Regions from separate parts of the Macaca mulatta genome. Here region 1 is linked to region 2. Evidence: chromatin contacts called from public Hi-C data. All regions are on one chromosome and are shown on one strand. The core of a region is the stretch at or near the end of the contact, and the rest is flanking DNA. Distances in the headings are between cores, read along the strand shown.

Region 1 (7,102 bases), core at 237-2,736, 590 kb before region 2:
AAAACGTTTTATCCTGTTTTATAATGTCATATTTTTGCTTCATTTCTATATCCTTTAGCTCAGTATTAAAAAGAAAAAAAAAAACTCAAAGTGGTGTGTTTTGCAATATTGATGACCAACTAAGGTCGGGATATTTATTTCCATCTGGTAGAGTTCAACTTCTGCCTCCTGTTTGCTTTCTCCATCTGCCTGCCTCCCTTCATCTTTTTTTTCTCTTTTCCCCCTTCTCCTTAATGGAGTTGGGGTTAACCCTGTCCTAGGCCTAATCATTTTAGCAGGCTCCCGCCTTCCTGCTACACTGGTTTCTAAGTTTTTTTTTTTTTTTTTGGTAGGGTTTCAAATAAACTTAAAATGTCTACACTTAATACTTTCACAAGCTTCAAATTCTTTTTATTTTATTTTTATAAAGAGCAGGACTCAGGCTAGGAGGGCATTTGGACTAGGTAAAAAAGAAAAATCTTTGGTTTTGTGTACACAAATTTTAAAATACATTGTACAGATTTTTTTTTTTTTTTTTTTGGATACAGACCACTCTTTACAGGATCTGCGTTATTATATTTGCCTTCAGTAACTGGCTCTCCTGTCCGCATCCAGTAAGGTTTCCACTCTTCTCTTCATTGACTGGTGAAGTTACTGAAACAGCAACCACAAATGGCCTTACTAACCTACTTATTTTGCAATTACACTTTTACAAAGATATCCCACTACTCTTCCCCTAGGGTGGAGCAGAAACGGCTCCGCGGCGTTGGCAGCTCGTTTGCGAGGGACCCTGGCTCCCCGAGGCTGCAGTCTTTTTCCCTGGACTGAACGCCCCGCGGGACCGTTCCCTCCACTTTCCCCCGCACTCGCGGAGCGCACCGCCAGCACACACAGCGCTGGAGCCCGCATCGCCCGGCACCACACGCGCCTCCGGCTTGAGGAGCCAGTCACCGAGATCCGGAGCGGGAACGAGATGTAAACACGGAGTGGGAACATGCAGCCCGATCTGAGAAGGCGGCGCGAGAGTAGACACAGCCTGCGCCAGGCGGCTCTTATTTATCCAGCACTTACACTCCAGGGCAAGCGGGCCCAGGCAGCGCACTCTTGCAGAAGGATGCACTGGCGCAGAGCCTGGACCTGCTGAAGCGGGAAGGCGGAGCTAGGGCTGGGGGCGGAGCTTTCACACGCGCACCCTCGCTTCCCTCCGTCCTTCGACACAGCAACTGGGTCTCCAGCCGCCACTCCGGGTTTATTTGTTTACAAGCGGATTACGTCAGCTCCTCCCTCTCTTCCCTGTCTCTGGACCCGCCTCCTGGACTCTTTTCCCGCCCCTTTCGGCCCCGAACCGGCTTGCGTCACAATGGTGCGATATTCGGATTGGCTGGGGTCGGCCGTCACGCTCCAGCTACGCCACTTCCTTTTCGTGGCACTATAAAGGGTGCTGCACGGCGCCTGCATCTCTTCGCCCCTTGGAGCTGGAAATGCGATTCTTGAGATATTCGGATGCTGGGGAGCTGGAGGCGGAGGCGGCTGGGGAGGTCCGAGCGATGTGACCAGGCCGCCATCGCTCGTCTGTTCTTCTCTCCTGCCGCCTCCTGTCTCGAAAATAACTTTTTTAGTCTAAAGAAAGAAAAAAAAAAGTAGCCGTCTGCCCCTCACGCCCTCTCTTCCTCTCAGCCTTCTGCCCGGTGAGGAAGCCCGGGGTGGCCGCTCCGCCGTCGGGGCCGCGCCGCCGAGCCCCGGCCGCCCCGGGCCGTCCCCGCACGCCGCCCCCATGCATCCCTTCTACACCCGGGCCGCCACCATGATAGGCGAGATCGCCGCCGCCGTGTCCTTCATCTCCAAGTTCCTCCGTACCAAGGGGCTCACGAGCGAGCGACAGCTGCAGACCTTCAGCCAGAGCCTGCAGGAGCTGCTGGCAGGTGAGCAGGGCGAGGGCGTCGGAGGGACGCGGGCCCCACATCCCTGGGTCAGAGTCCGGCCGTCGGGGCTGCGGGAACCTCGGCAGCGCCCCGGGGCCGGTCGCGCTTGGGCCCCACCGCGGGACCGGTGTGGTCGCGCTGGGTGGCCGCTAACAGCGGCTCCCCGCGAGGCTTTGGGGGCTGGACGGAGGGCGCCCCCTCCCCCCAGTTGGCAAAACGGAGTGGAGAAGAAAACACGCACAACAAAGAAACTTAAACCCACCGAGGCGGGAGCTGCGGTCCGTGGACCGTCGGCGGATTTGGGGACAAAGGAGCCGCGGGGCTGGGGTGGGTTCGACGCCCCCTTCCCTCAGTCCTCTCCAACCGTTGCGTGGTCGGCGGCCCAGCCCCGGGGTGGGAAGCCGCGCCACTGCTCCGGAGCCAGCTCAGAACGGACGTGCAGTCTCCCCGCGCCTCCTGCTCCTGCCCATTAATCATCGGATTTGTCACCGGCACAATTACAGCCCTTCCCAGAGCGTGGTTTAGGGTTGCTTGTTTTTCTTCCCTTCGGGGTTAACAGTCCGATGGCGCTTCTCATCTCCAAAGCCACCAACTCCATTGTGTGCATCTGGGGTGGGGTGGAGAAAGTAAACAGTTTCTCGCCTGGCCATAGGTGCCACTGGCTTCCCGGCTGGCCGAGGCTGCGCGCCTGATTCCTGTTTTGGCGGCTCAACCAGTTGGTTCCTGGAGATTGTTTTGTCCCGTACTACTGCGTTATTTCTAAAACCCTGCCCGCTTTTTCTCCATCCCCGCACATACACAACAACGGATGCAATCCTGGACATTTTAAAAAGTTGATAGTTTTCATTTTCGCTCCTCAAGGGATCCTGGGGTAGGAGGAAATCACACTGGGAGCTAACGATCCTAATTGTTGTTTCTCTGTTCTTCTTTTTTTCTATAGAACATTATAAACATCACTGGTTCCCAGAAAAGCCATGCAAGGGATCGGGTTACCGTTGTATTCGCATCAACCATAAAATGGATCCTCTGATTGGACAGGCAGCACAGCGGATTGGACTGAGCAGTCAGGAGCTGTTCAGGCTTCTCCCAAGTGAACTCACACTCTGGGTTGACCCCTACGAAGTGTCCTACAGAATTGGAGAGGATGGCTCCATCTGTGTGCTGTATGAAGCCTCACCAGCAGGAGGTAGCACTCAAAACAGCACCAACGTGCAAATGGTAGACAGCCGAATCAGCTGTAAGGAGGAACTTCTCTTGGGCAGAACGAGCCCTTCCAAAAACTACAATATGATGACTGTATCAGGTTAAGATATAGTCTGTGGATGGATCATCTTATAATGATGGATAAATTTGATTTTTGCTTTGGGTGGGCTCCTCTTGGGGATGGATTATGGAATTTAAACCATGTCACAGCTGTGAAGATCTGGCACAAGATAGAATGGTAAAAAAAAAATTTTTTAAGTGACAGTGCCATAGTTTGGACAGTACCTTTCAATGATTAATTTTAATAGCCTGTGAGTCCAAGTAAATGATCACTTTATTTGCTAGGGAGGGAAGTCCTTAGGGTGGTTTCAGTTTCTCCCAGACACACCTGAATTTTTACATCAGTCCCTTTAAAGAAAATCTGTATTTCAAAGAACCTTTCTCTGCAGTAAATCTCGCAGAGGAATTTGCACTATTACACTTGAAAATTGTTACTGTTAACCTTTTTGGCAGCTCAATAGGAAAGCTGAACGTTTTAAACATGGTAGTACTGGAAATTTTACAAGACTTTTACCTAGCACTTATGTATAAATGTACATAAAGACAAACTAGTAAGCATGACCTGGGGAAATGGTCAGACCTTGTATTGTGTTTTTGGCCTTGAAAGTAGCAAGTGACCAGAATCTGCCATGGCAACAGGCTTTAAAAAAGACCCTTAAAAAAGACACTGTCTCAACTGTGGTGGTAGCACCAGCCAGCTCTCTGTACATTTGCTAGCTTGTAGTTTTCTAAGACTGAGTAAACTTCTTATTTTTAGAAAGTGGAGGTCTGGTTTGTAACTTTCCTTGTACTTAATTGGGTAAAAGTCTTTTCCACAAACCACCATCTATTTTGTGAACTTTGTTAGTCATCTTTTATTTGGTAAATTATGAACTGGTGTAAATTTGTACAGTTCATGTATATTGATTGTGGCAAAGTTGTACAGATTTCTATATTTTGGATGAGAAATTTTTCTTCTCTCTATAATAAATTGTTTCTTATCTTGGCATTTTAATCAATCTCTTGTCATGATTATAGAGGTTTAGCTAAAAGTATTTTTTCTTAGAAGACAGGTTCTATAAACTGTGAATATCAGTTGCACACTGGTCATGCTGAAAAAACATTTGAGGAATGAAGATGCTCTGTGTATACATATTTAGGTGTTAGAGGCAACACAGGAATAACATGCTTTAAAAATTTCTAAAGTCAAAACATGGACACATTCACAGGCTAAGGATCTCATGAAATAAGGATAAGAGACCACGGTAGCATCTACCAAAAATGTGATAACTCAAAAGGATTACATTTCATTGCTTCCCTGTTGAAGTGAAGATAGAAATGTTCCATTCTGACCCACCTTTGAAAAAACGATTACTTTGCCCCATGGATTCCTTGTTTAGAAATTTCCCGGGGCAGGTGACCCATAGTCTTAAAAGAACAGGCTAAACACTACAGAGAGATTGGTTGCTTTTTGCTTTTCATCACCTGCAAGATTTACATAAAAATCACATAAGCTGGAATTCAACAAAAGGTATGTTTATGAACTTTTATTCTCAAAAGTTGAAATGCTTTCTCGATTCCCCATTTTCAGACTTTTATTTCAGATAAATCCTAAGAACCTAAGTGGACCTTGATAATGCTGTAGTGTAGGTTAGTCCACTACCCCATATAATAGAAGGACTTGCTGTTTCGTTGTAGAGGATAACAGCGTTCTTCAGTGGAAATTGAAAGTGGAAAAATTGAATTTTGCTGTACACAGTTAACATGTAGTGGCCTTTTTTTGCTATATATGTATAAACATGTTGACACTGGAAATTCGCAGTCTGCATTAAAATCTGTAATTACTTGAAATCAGTATCTCAAATAACTTCAAGAAGTTATTTCTACATGCAGGATTAAATTATTCTGATTTTGTAGGCAACACAGGAATAGGCCGCTGAATATGCAGGTATTTAGAGTACAATGTGGGTATTATTGGCACGCCATTCTCGAGAGTTTGAATTCGTAGACCCACAACACATGACTACCCTTGCCAATTGTTATGGCTTTAATTTTAAATCTATTCTGTGAAAAAGCTCCTCGGTATTTCAAACTTGAATTACAATAAAAACACCCGGTAGGGTAGTTTTTAAATGGGTCTTACCCCCGTGCTGACTACTATTGTTTACCAACTACATTTCACCTGGTAACTCCTTTGAAACTTAAGTACCGCAACCATTTTTTTTTTTTTTATCGTAAAGCCTTTTTTCAAATGGAAAGTTGTTTTTGAAGATCTTGACATCAGACTTTTTCGATCTTTAAAAATGATGGAAACAGTTAATAAAAATGTTTTAGAATTCAGGTGATGTCTGGCTTGTGAGGAGCTGTTGATAAGTTTCTCTTTGAAAGGCTTACACACATCACTCTGAGACCAGCTGTTTCCTGTGACTTTAACCTTAACCTTCCCCAGACAATTGAGCTGAACCTATATCTGAGTACAGTAGCTGTTTGTGTATTTCTTGTTCACTGTTCCTGGGGAATGTTTTGAAATATTTTATTACAAATTCTTTTAGATAGGATGACTATTTTCAAAATTATTGTTGCCGTTGGCACCAGGAATTCATAGTTGTGATTGGCAGTAAGTTTGAGGAATGTTACTTTCTAAGTTTTAACAGGTAGTTTTGAAATTTCCTTTTTTCCAAATTTAAGTAGTGCCTCCCTCTGTAATGTTGAAACAAGGCTTCAAGTGGATTGTATAGCAAGAGTTATCCTGGTTCACGCAGGATAATGTGGCTGTTATCTTTGTCATCTGGAATGGGAATCACATGTTCTTACCCTTATTCGCAATATTTCTATAATAATAGACTGGAAAGGCCACCAGAAAGTGGCTTTCTGGTACATTGCACAAATAGTTTCCTTAAGTCATTATAACTCACACATTGCAAGTAATTAATTTTGTTTTGTATAGGTGTTGCAGATTATGAAACTGGCCTTCAAGTTAAAAGGAAGGAAGCAGTATTCCCAATGGCTAGTGTTTAATGACTACAGGTTTCCAGGCTCCCTTTAATCTTGGGAACAAATAAATCTACTATTGGACTTTTCCCTGCGTGACTTTTAACATTTCTGATACTCTCTCTTCTTCCTCTTTACAGAAGAGAGGTATGATGACTAAAGTTGTAGTTTGCATATTGAAGTTTAAAGATATTTAATCTCCCCTTTTCACCCCTATTTCAGATGATGCGATAAAATACTCTTGATAGGCTATATGGAGAACATTTGTCAGTAGTTTTATCTATGCATAGAAGTCTTAAAAACATATCTTGGATTGTCTAAAACTGAATAGATTTCTTATCTGAAGGTATACAGACTGCAAATATTTTAGACTCATCTCTCAGTCTCTGCCACTGAACTTTTATGTATGGCTGCTATCAAAATATAACTGGTTTATTTTCATATTTGGAACATAATATAACAGTATCACAAAATCTTTTACAATAAGATAGTTTGTATTACTAGCTGACTGAGCTGCTTAACTGAGTCCTTAAGTCATTTAATATATAGGACTATAAATAGAGAAACCTGTACATTATTTGATCTGATTTCTGGTTATGCCTATAGATCTTTATTTATCCCTATAGACCATTTTCTTCTCATGTTTAGTGTTGTATTTTTGAAATGCTCCTAAACAAGTAAGCCTTAGATTGTATTAATCCTGAGGATTGATACCATTTCCTCAACACTTTGTGGAGTATGATTGATACCAGTTTCTTTTTGACTGCAGGTTTAACTTGGCTTATCACTTTTCGTACTGCTCAGTATGTCCAAGATAGGAATAAAAAAAATGGACTTCAACTTCTGACTGTTATTGATGAGCCTTTTCATGATATTTATCATTTTAGTATTGAAGATGCAGTGTTCTTTTGGCAATCACGTATGCTTAGAAGAGAGTACTGATGCTCAGAGGTGAAATGATTTGAATC
Region 2 (7,212 bases), core at 96-2,595:
CATTTAGAATATATCTGACACATCATAAACACTATGTATTTGCTGCATCATCATTTAAGGTATTTGGAGAATATTCCTTTTTGGCCTATATAGCACATTCTCACTCTTTTTGAAAACAACATTGTGTTACATCATATGGATACATCATAATTTTTAAACCTGGTGCCCACAGAGTGCATTTAGAGAGCTTTGTATCTTTTGCTTCAATCATCTAACACATTTCATGTACACATGTGGAAATCTACCTGTAGGCAAAGGGGTTGTGCAGTTTTGATTTTATATTACCACATTTCCCACGGATTTATTATAATAATCATGTATAATTTTAAAAACTATTTACTTTCAATACAAAGAGAGAAAAGAATGACTCTTATCTTTTGCTCAAATGCAGATTTTTTTTGCAATATATTGAATAAATAATCACATTTACCATGTAAATGATTACAGTGACATTTAATGCTACCCATTTTTTAGGTTTATTAAACACCAAAATGTTTACAAATATTTTGCAGACTTTATATAAATTATCTCTAAGCTTGCCAGTCCAGAATATTCTATCAGTCCAGTAAGAATATATCATCTCAGTTAAGTAGGAGTAAACCTATCATTTCCTCTACTTGATACTTCTCTTTATGTTAGCAACTGCCCAATAATTTCACTTATTACATTGTGTAAAAAATGAAATAGAAAGCAAAATAACTGATGTACCCCGTACTTTAAAGGCACTAGTATTAGCTGTAGAAACTTGAGAAAAATACCAAATCTTGCTCAAAAAGGATTATTTTTAATACAAAGAGCACTAATAACTTCCACAAAACAACTCTAACATTAAGTACATTAAGTAGTCTTCCGCTTTCTTCAATACTTCCGCCTTGCTGACGTTTGCCTGCCTTCCAAATCACTGAAGGAAGGGCATGATTGAGTTTTTGCTTCCTTTCACAACTTCTTCAGAGCAGATTACGTTTCACTTCTTTTATTTCCTTAATTGTTTCTTTTGGAACATTCATTAATCTCTTTACAGGCAATCACAAAGGTATCAGGAATTCTGATTACGCGCTGTGGTAACAATAACCACAAAGGACTGAGCTGAGGTACATTTTCAACAAGGGGAGGATGTCTTTGGAAGCTCTCTATGGGATTGAAAAAAAGGTTCTAGAAAATAGCATGAGTCACTCTTATTAAGGGAGTCAGGGAGGAGAACAGCTGTGCAAAATTAGTACCAGTATCTTCCTACCTTTCATTTTAAACTTTTCAAAAGATTTTTTCTGGTCACTTCCTCCTGAGAAGGGCAACCTAATCAGACATAATCTTTGCTTTTAGAGGTTACCATGGTGACTGGCCAGGACAGACTGTCTTCTCTCGGCATCATAAACACACATTTTCTATGGTGCTAAATAAGCCTGTATACCATCAGAGCCTTTCTTTGAGTGATAAAACAAATAGGGAACATTGAAATGGTTCACAGCAATCAGAAATGATATTTTCCCATATTGATTTTTTTTCTTTCTTTTTGCCCTTTCTCTATCTGTGCCATGTCTCTTTGAAGTATACATCAAGGCACAATACTTATTGCAGGAAGCAAAATCAAGTGAATCTTTTTTTTTTTTTTTCATGTGGACTAAGATAGTCAAAGATTTTCCTTACCACTTATGTTCTGCCAAGTGAAAGAATTTCACTCACCAAGGTTGACAGACAACAGAGACTCATACACAATCAGAAGACAGTACTGTGACTGAGTATGAGAGCAATCACTAATTTGTGAGAAGTGGGGCAGAGAGAACAGTGCATACTAATTTTTTAGCTTCTTGAACAGACTTTATTTTTTAGAGCACTTTTAGTTTCATAACAAAATTGAGTAGAAAGTACAGAGTTCCCTTATACCCCATTCACTTACAGTCTCCTGAACCATCAACATCCCCCACCAGAGTATTACATTTGTTACAATTGGTGAGCCTGCATTAATACATCATTATCACCCAAAGTCCATAGTTTACATTAGGGTTCAAGCTTGGTGCACATTTTATGGGTTTGGACAAATGTATGACGTTTCTATCCTTATAGCGTTATAAAGAATAGTCTCACAGCCCTAAACATTGTATTCTGTGTATTCATTCCACCCTCCCCACCCTAACCTGTGGCAAGCACTGATTTTTTTTATTTTTTTTATTTTTTTTATTTTACTGTCTCCATGGTTTTGTCTTTCCAGAATGCCGTAGAGTTGGAATCATACAATATGTAGCCTTTTCAGATTGACTTCTTTCACTTTGTAATATACACTTAAGGTTTTCACATTTTTAAAGGAAATCTCGTGTTCCTTTTCTGTCATGTGACCATTTCATTTTCCAAAGGCTTTTGACCAAAGCGTAGTTAGCAGAAAATGCCAAGCACCAACTTCTTCAAAATTTGAAATCAATTTTTCAGGTGGGGCTGAAAAAAGAGCTAATGGAAACACACACAAAAAAAAATACAGAGAGGAACAAACCCATACTACCACAACCACCAGAAGACAAGATGGCAAGGGAAAGACTGACCTAGATTCTGAACTGCATAAGCTTTAGAAAAGCAGATAACAACTGATGGATGGGGTGAGATGGGAGCAAGGGGGACATCTAACAGTAAGTGAAGATGTATGAGAAGAATCCTTTAGCAAAAAACTACATTTAAGCTCTGGACTCTCCAAAGCACACAAATGCTGTTATGCAGGAGTTGAAGAACCAGAATAATCCTCTGCACCCCAACTCCAAATTACCCAGAGAGCAAAAGAAATGCCCAGAGAGTTGTTAATATTCTCTTTGCTGGTAGACTACGACTCAATGCTGGTTGGAAGTATTCTTCAATTACCTGATTTAAATTAATTGCCTTCTCAGTACAGTCAGAGATTTTTGTTTATGACTCTTGTGAGCTGATTAATCATTTCAGGTTTTGCATTACTGTTATTTATGTTCTAGTCTTTCTTCTTCACCAGACTGCAAATTCCTTTAGGACAAGCATCTTATTTTCCTTCAACTTTGTGTTATGCAAAGTACATTACAAACAGGAAAAGTTCAGTAAGCATTGGTTAAATCAAACTGAGCTTGAGTTGGTAGGTGTATGATAGGAGTCCTCCTCCCAACAAAAGGACATTTATGGATGCCAAAGTTCTTTACGAATTTTATTATAGTCCAGTAAAACGGATGGCTATGATAGATAAAAACATGGTGAGCAAACATTTTGAGATACACTCCTTTTCTTACCCCCAACCCCCTATGAGTCTTTCTGAGTTTTGGTTTAAAAAAAAATATCTGAACACTTGGAAGAAGGAATTTGAAAGAATAGATGGGTTATTTTGCAATAAACTAGTACACAAAACAACACCCCCCAACACACACACACACACACACACACACACACACACACACATACAGCAAATATCCTTATAAAGAGAACTCTGGGTTGGGGTGGGTGGGGGAGAAATGAGAAATGAAATAGAGCGGTCTATGTGTCCCAAATGCAGAGGAAAAACTGTACATTGCAAGACAACAAAGCCCAAGGAAAAATTGGCCATGAGGCCCATAAGGTAGCTCCCTGTATGGCAATATGGAAAAGGATTTTTATGCCTGAATAGTAGCTCATAATAGCAGAGAATCTCTGAATCTGAAGGAAACCAAGCAGATGGAGATAATGGATGTTCCAGAGAAGATCAGTGTGCCCAACTGACTAGATTGCAGATTGCTTCCCCTTCCCCCACTTGTATTCCCCAACCACATTGCCTTGCGAAAGATTCTGGAAGGGAAGCTGGATGAACCACAGGAAAGAAATCCTCAAAGCTTATGAGATCAAGGTTTCCATCAGTGGTAGCATAGGGGCCCTGTGTAAGAAATTAAGTTGAATTACAGAAAATAAACCAAGTTTCATTACTTCAACAATTATATTTGTGAACTGAAATTCATACTTATTTCAGAATTTAGGGGCAGAAATAAGCTCCCACTCTTTAATCTCAATACCTCTAAAATAGAAGAGGGGCAGAGGTAGTTGGGCCAACAGCTTACTGTGAAATAAAAAGAGAAATAATTTGGCAAAATGTCCTAATTGTCCCATTTCTCCTGCTGAAACTCTCAAGTCAATAGAATTTAGTTTATCAGTGTCAAAATATGTCCCCAGTTGGAATGAGGTAAAATTGTGTAAGACAAATAAAAATGAATTCTGAATACTCTAATTTGCACATTCATATTTACTTGTGAGAGTTGGTATTTTACAGGAGACAGTTGCTACTTCAATGCAAGTGTTGAGGCCATTATCATAAAAGCCTGAAGTTCAAAGGCACAGTCATGACATTGTTTTCTGAGCAACTGCTGCGTCATTCCTTCCATGACTAGACATCAGGATAAGAATATAAGCACCACCATTTGGCTATGATTTTCTCTCTTGGTACCTTTTCCTAAAGACCCAAGAGACTCATACAATAAACAAAGAAATTACAAATCCTCTACGTTGTCTTCAGGCACCTTAGCTCAAGCTAACCTCACATTTACTCTCCTCCTGTCTCTTATTTAATAAAGAGTATGATGAACAATCATGATCCTAACACATACAAATATGCATATACACACAATATTACATATAATATAGACATATTCATATGAATTTATATCCATATATATGTAATCAGAGGAAGGAATACTCCTTCTCCTGTAACAATCCTCCTCCTGTGCTTTCTCTGATCTCCTTCACTCTAACACACATGCTTTATCATGGCAAATGAAGCCATCCCTTATCTCCTTTCCTGGCAGATTTTCTGACCCAGCCATCTCTTTTTACTGTGTGCTGCAATTGTGGTGAGGAACTTCCGTTCCCTAATCATACCGTGTGGTTTCACCTTTTTATATGCAGCTCACTTTACCTGCAGTTCCTTACATCTACTCCATAGCAGCTCTGATGAACACCTACAACTCAGAAAGGTGAATTAAAGCATCTGCTCTATGCATCCCTTACACTCTACTTCCCCCCACCTGCCAGGTAGAATGGTCCACTTGCCCTTTGTGTCGCACTGCACCATACACATGATTCATTTATTCATTCGTCAAACACTTATTAAATATTTGTTGTGTGCCAGATGCTGTGTGAGGTGCTTTCATACTGAGGAAGGAGGTTGATGCTCTTCACAGCCATGCACACTAGTTGCAGCTGTAGTTTAGGTGTGTGTTCTCACTCAATTACATTGAGGATCATTGCAGACTGATACTGTATCTTATTCATTGTTGTGTCCCAAGCACCACATATAGGGCCTGAGACCTAGTAGGTGTTAAATAAGTATGCTGAATTCAAAATTTCCTCTTGTCATAAATGATAAAGTAGAATCCCTTAAAAATTTATTTTAAAACATTTAAATTTTAAAAATTAATGTGTGTATATTTGTTTTCAAGCAATACAGAGGTGAAGAACTTGATTTCCTCACCAACTTTAATCTCTCTGAAGAAACCAATGTTAACACGATAGTTCCATTCTTTTCTCTATCTCTCACACAAGGCTATGCAAACATTTATAGGGTTTTTATTGGCACATTTTATTAAAATATAGCATATATTTTCATGAGGAATATCTGTCTGTGGCTTTCTTATAATGTCTGTGGAAAACTTTTTAATTACATATTTAATCTGTAATATGAAGAAGCCTAAAAACACAATACTCAATTCAGAAGAGGAGATATATATATGCATGTACATGTATACATAGATTCAGAAATATGTGTACATATATATGTTTTTGTATATTTGTCTATATCTATATCTCTAGATATGGGTATCTAAATCTCTTCTAGATCTACATTTAGAAATTAAGTTGAATTATAGAAAGTAAGCCAAATTTTATTACTTCAAAAATTATATTTGTAGACTGAAATTCATATTTATTTCAGAATTTAGGGGCAGGAATAAGCTCCCACTCTTGAATCTTAATACCTCTAAAATAGAAGAGGGGCAGAGGTAGTTGAGTCAATAGCTTACTGTGAAATAAAAAGAGACAAATTTAGTGTATTAGTCAGGGTTCTCTAGAAGGACAGAACTATTGAAATACATACACACACACACACACACACATAAAGGAGAGTTTATTAAGTATTAACTCACATGATCACAAGGTCTCACAATAGGCTGTCTGCAGGCTGAGGAGCAAGGAGAGACAGTCCGAGTTCCAAAACTGAAGAACTTGGAGTCTGATATTCGAGGGCAGGAGACATCCAGCACGGGAGAAAGATGTAGGCTGGGAAGCTAGGCCAATCTAGTCTTTTCATGTTTTTCTGCCTGCTTTACATTCTAGCTGTGCTGGTGGCTGATTAGATGGTGCCCACCCAGATGACGGGTGGGTCTGCCTTTCCCAGCCCATTGACTCAAATGTTAATCTCTAGGGCAACACCCTCACAGACATACCCTGAATCACTATTTTGTATCCTTCAATCCAATCAAGTTGACACTCAGTATTAATCATCACATCTAGATCTCTAAATCTGTATTTAGATCTAGAGCTATAGATAATTACTACAGGGAAAATACTTTTTTTTTGAATGATAGTTTAAGAAAATAATAGTTACTTATTGAGAGCTATTGCTTAATAGAGTTCTAAACATTTAATGTGTAGTGTCTCTTATAATTCACATAAATTATGAGATTATTCCCATTTTACCGATGAGGAAACTGAAGCAAAAAGTTAGTAACATTCTCACAGCTGTATGACTTTGTAAATGACGAAGATGGAGTGTAAGCCCAGGTAGTCTGAGTCTCACCTCGCAGCAGAATTTAAAACAATGACCATCTGCTCTCAATAACATTCTAAAATAGTAGATTATAAAAGATAAAAATGAGATAACACAAAAGGGGTCAGCTGAACAGGGAGCTCAAAAATTGGCAGATGCTAATAGAAAACTTGACATTTTTAAGGTAGGGAAATGTTATAAGAACATTTCAAAGCAGCATGATTAAAATCAGCATTAGAAACAATAAACAATAGAATCAGATTCTCAAAAATACCAAATCAGTGATGTATCAGAGACACAAAACTTAAAAAGAGAAAAAGCTTTCTATAATTTTTTTTAAAGATGAAAACATAAGAGAGAATTTTTTAGCTATGATGGCTGGAGAATGGAGAATGCAGACACAGCAGAAAAATACATGGCCTTCATCTCCTGACCAGCTGAACTGAATTTATATAACCAATGCTTAGCTCCATCCCAGTGTAATT

What was found. Hi-C and Micro-C count contacts between places; a contact is called where the count stands out from the background.
Region 1: a Hi-C map of CD4 T cells shows a contact between it and region 2, with 9 times the contacts expected there. The contact joins the promoter of BTG1 here to the enhancer-like site in region 2. A contact is called at or near these places in 5 of 14 Hi-C or Micro-C datasets (CD4 T cells, fetal cortex germinal zone, fetal cortical plate and 2 more).

Annotation. Positions count from the first base shown.
Region 1 is chr11:99,466,098-99,473,199 of T2T-MMU8v2.0, reverse strand. BTG1 (BTG anti-proliferation factor 1) reads left to right here and starts at 1,486. Exons shown (of 2, transcript NM_001266672.1): 1 at 1,486-1,901; 2 at 2,842-4,152. The coding sequence starts at 1,754. The coding sequence ends at 3,209. It overlaps LOC144332708, which reads left to right. Exons shown (of 2, transcript XM_077953222.1): 2 at 720-1,391. The coding sequence ends at 958.
Region 2 is chr11:98,874,799-98,882,010 of T2T-MMU8v2.0, reverse strand. No RefSeq gene overlaps it. Among named protein-coding and RNA genes, the nearest start is that of DCN, 240 kb to the right of the region's middle. Within about 2 kb of position 1,345, at least 10 of the 40 cell types and tissues checked have an H3K27ac peak or open chromatin away from gene starts, as enhancers often do. A contact at or near this core is called in CD4 T cells, where this site is marked.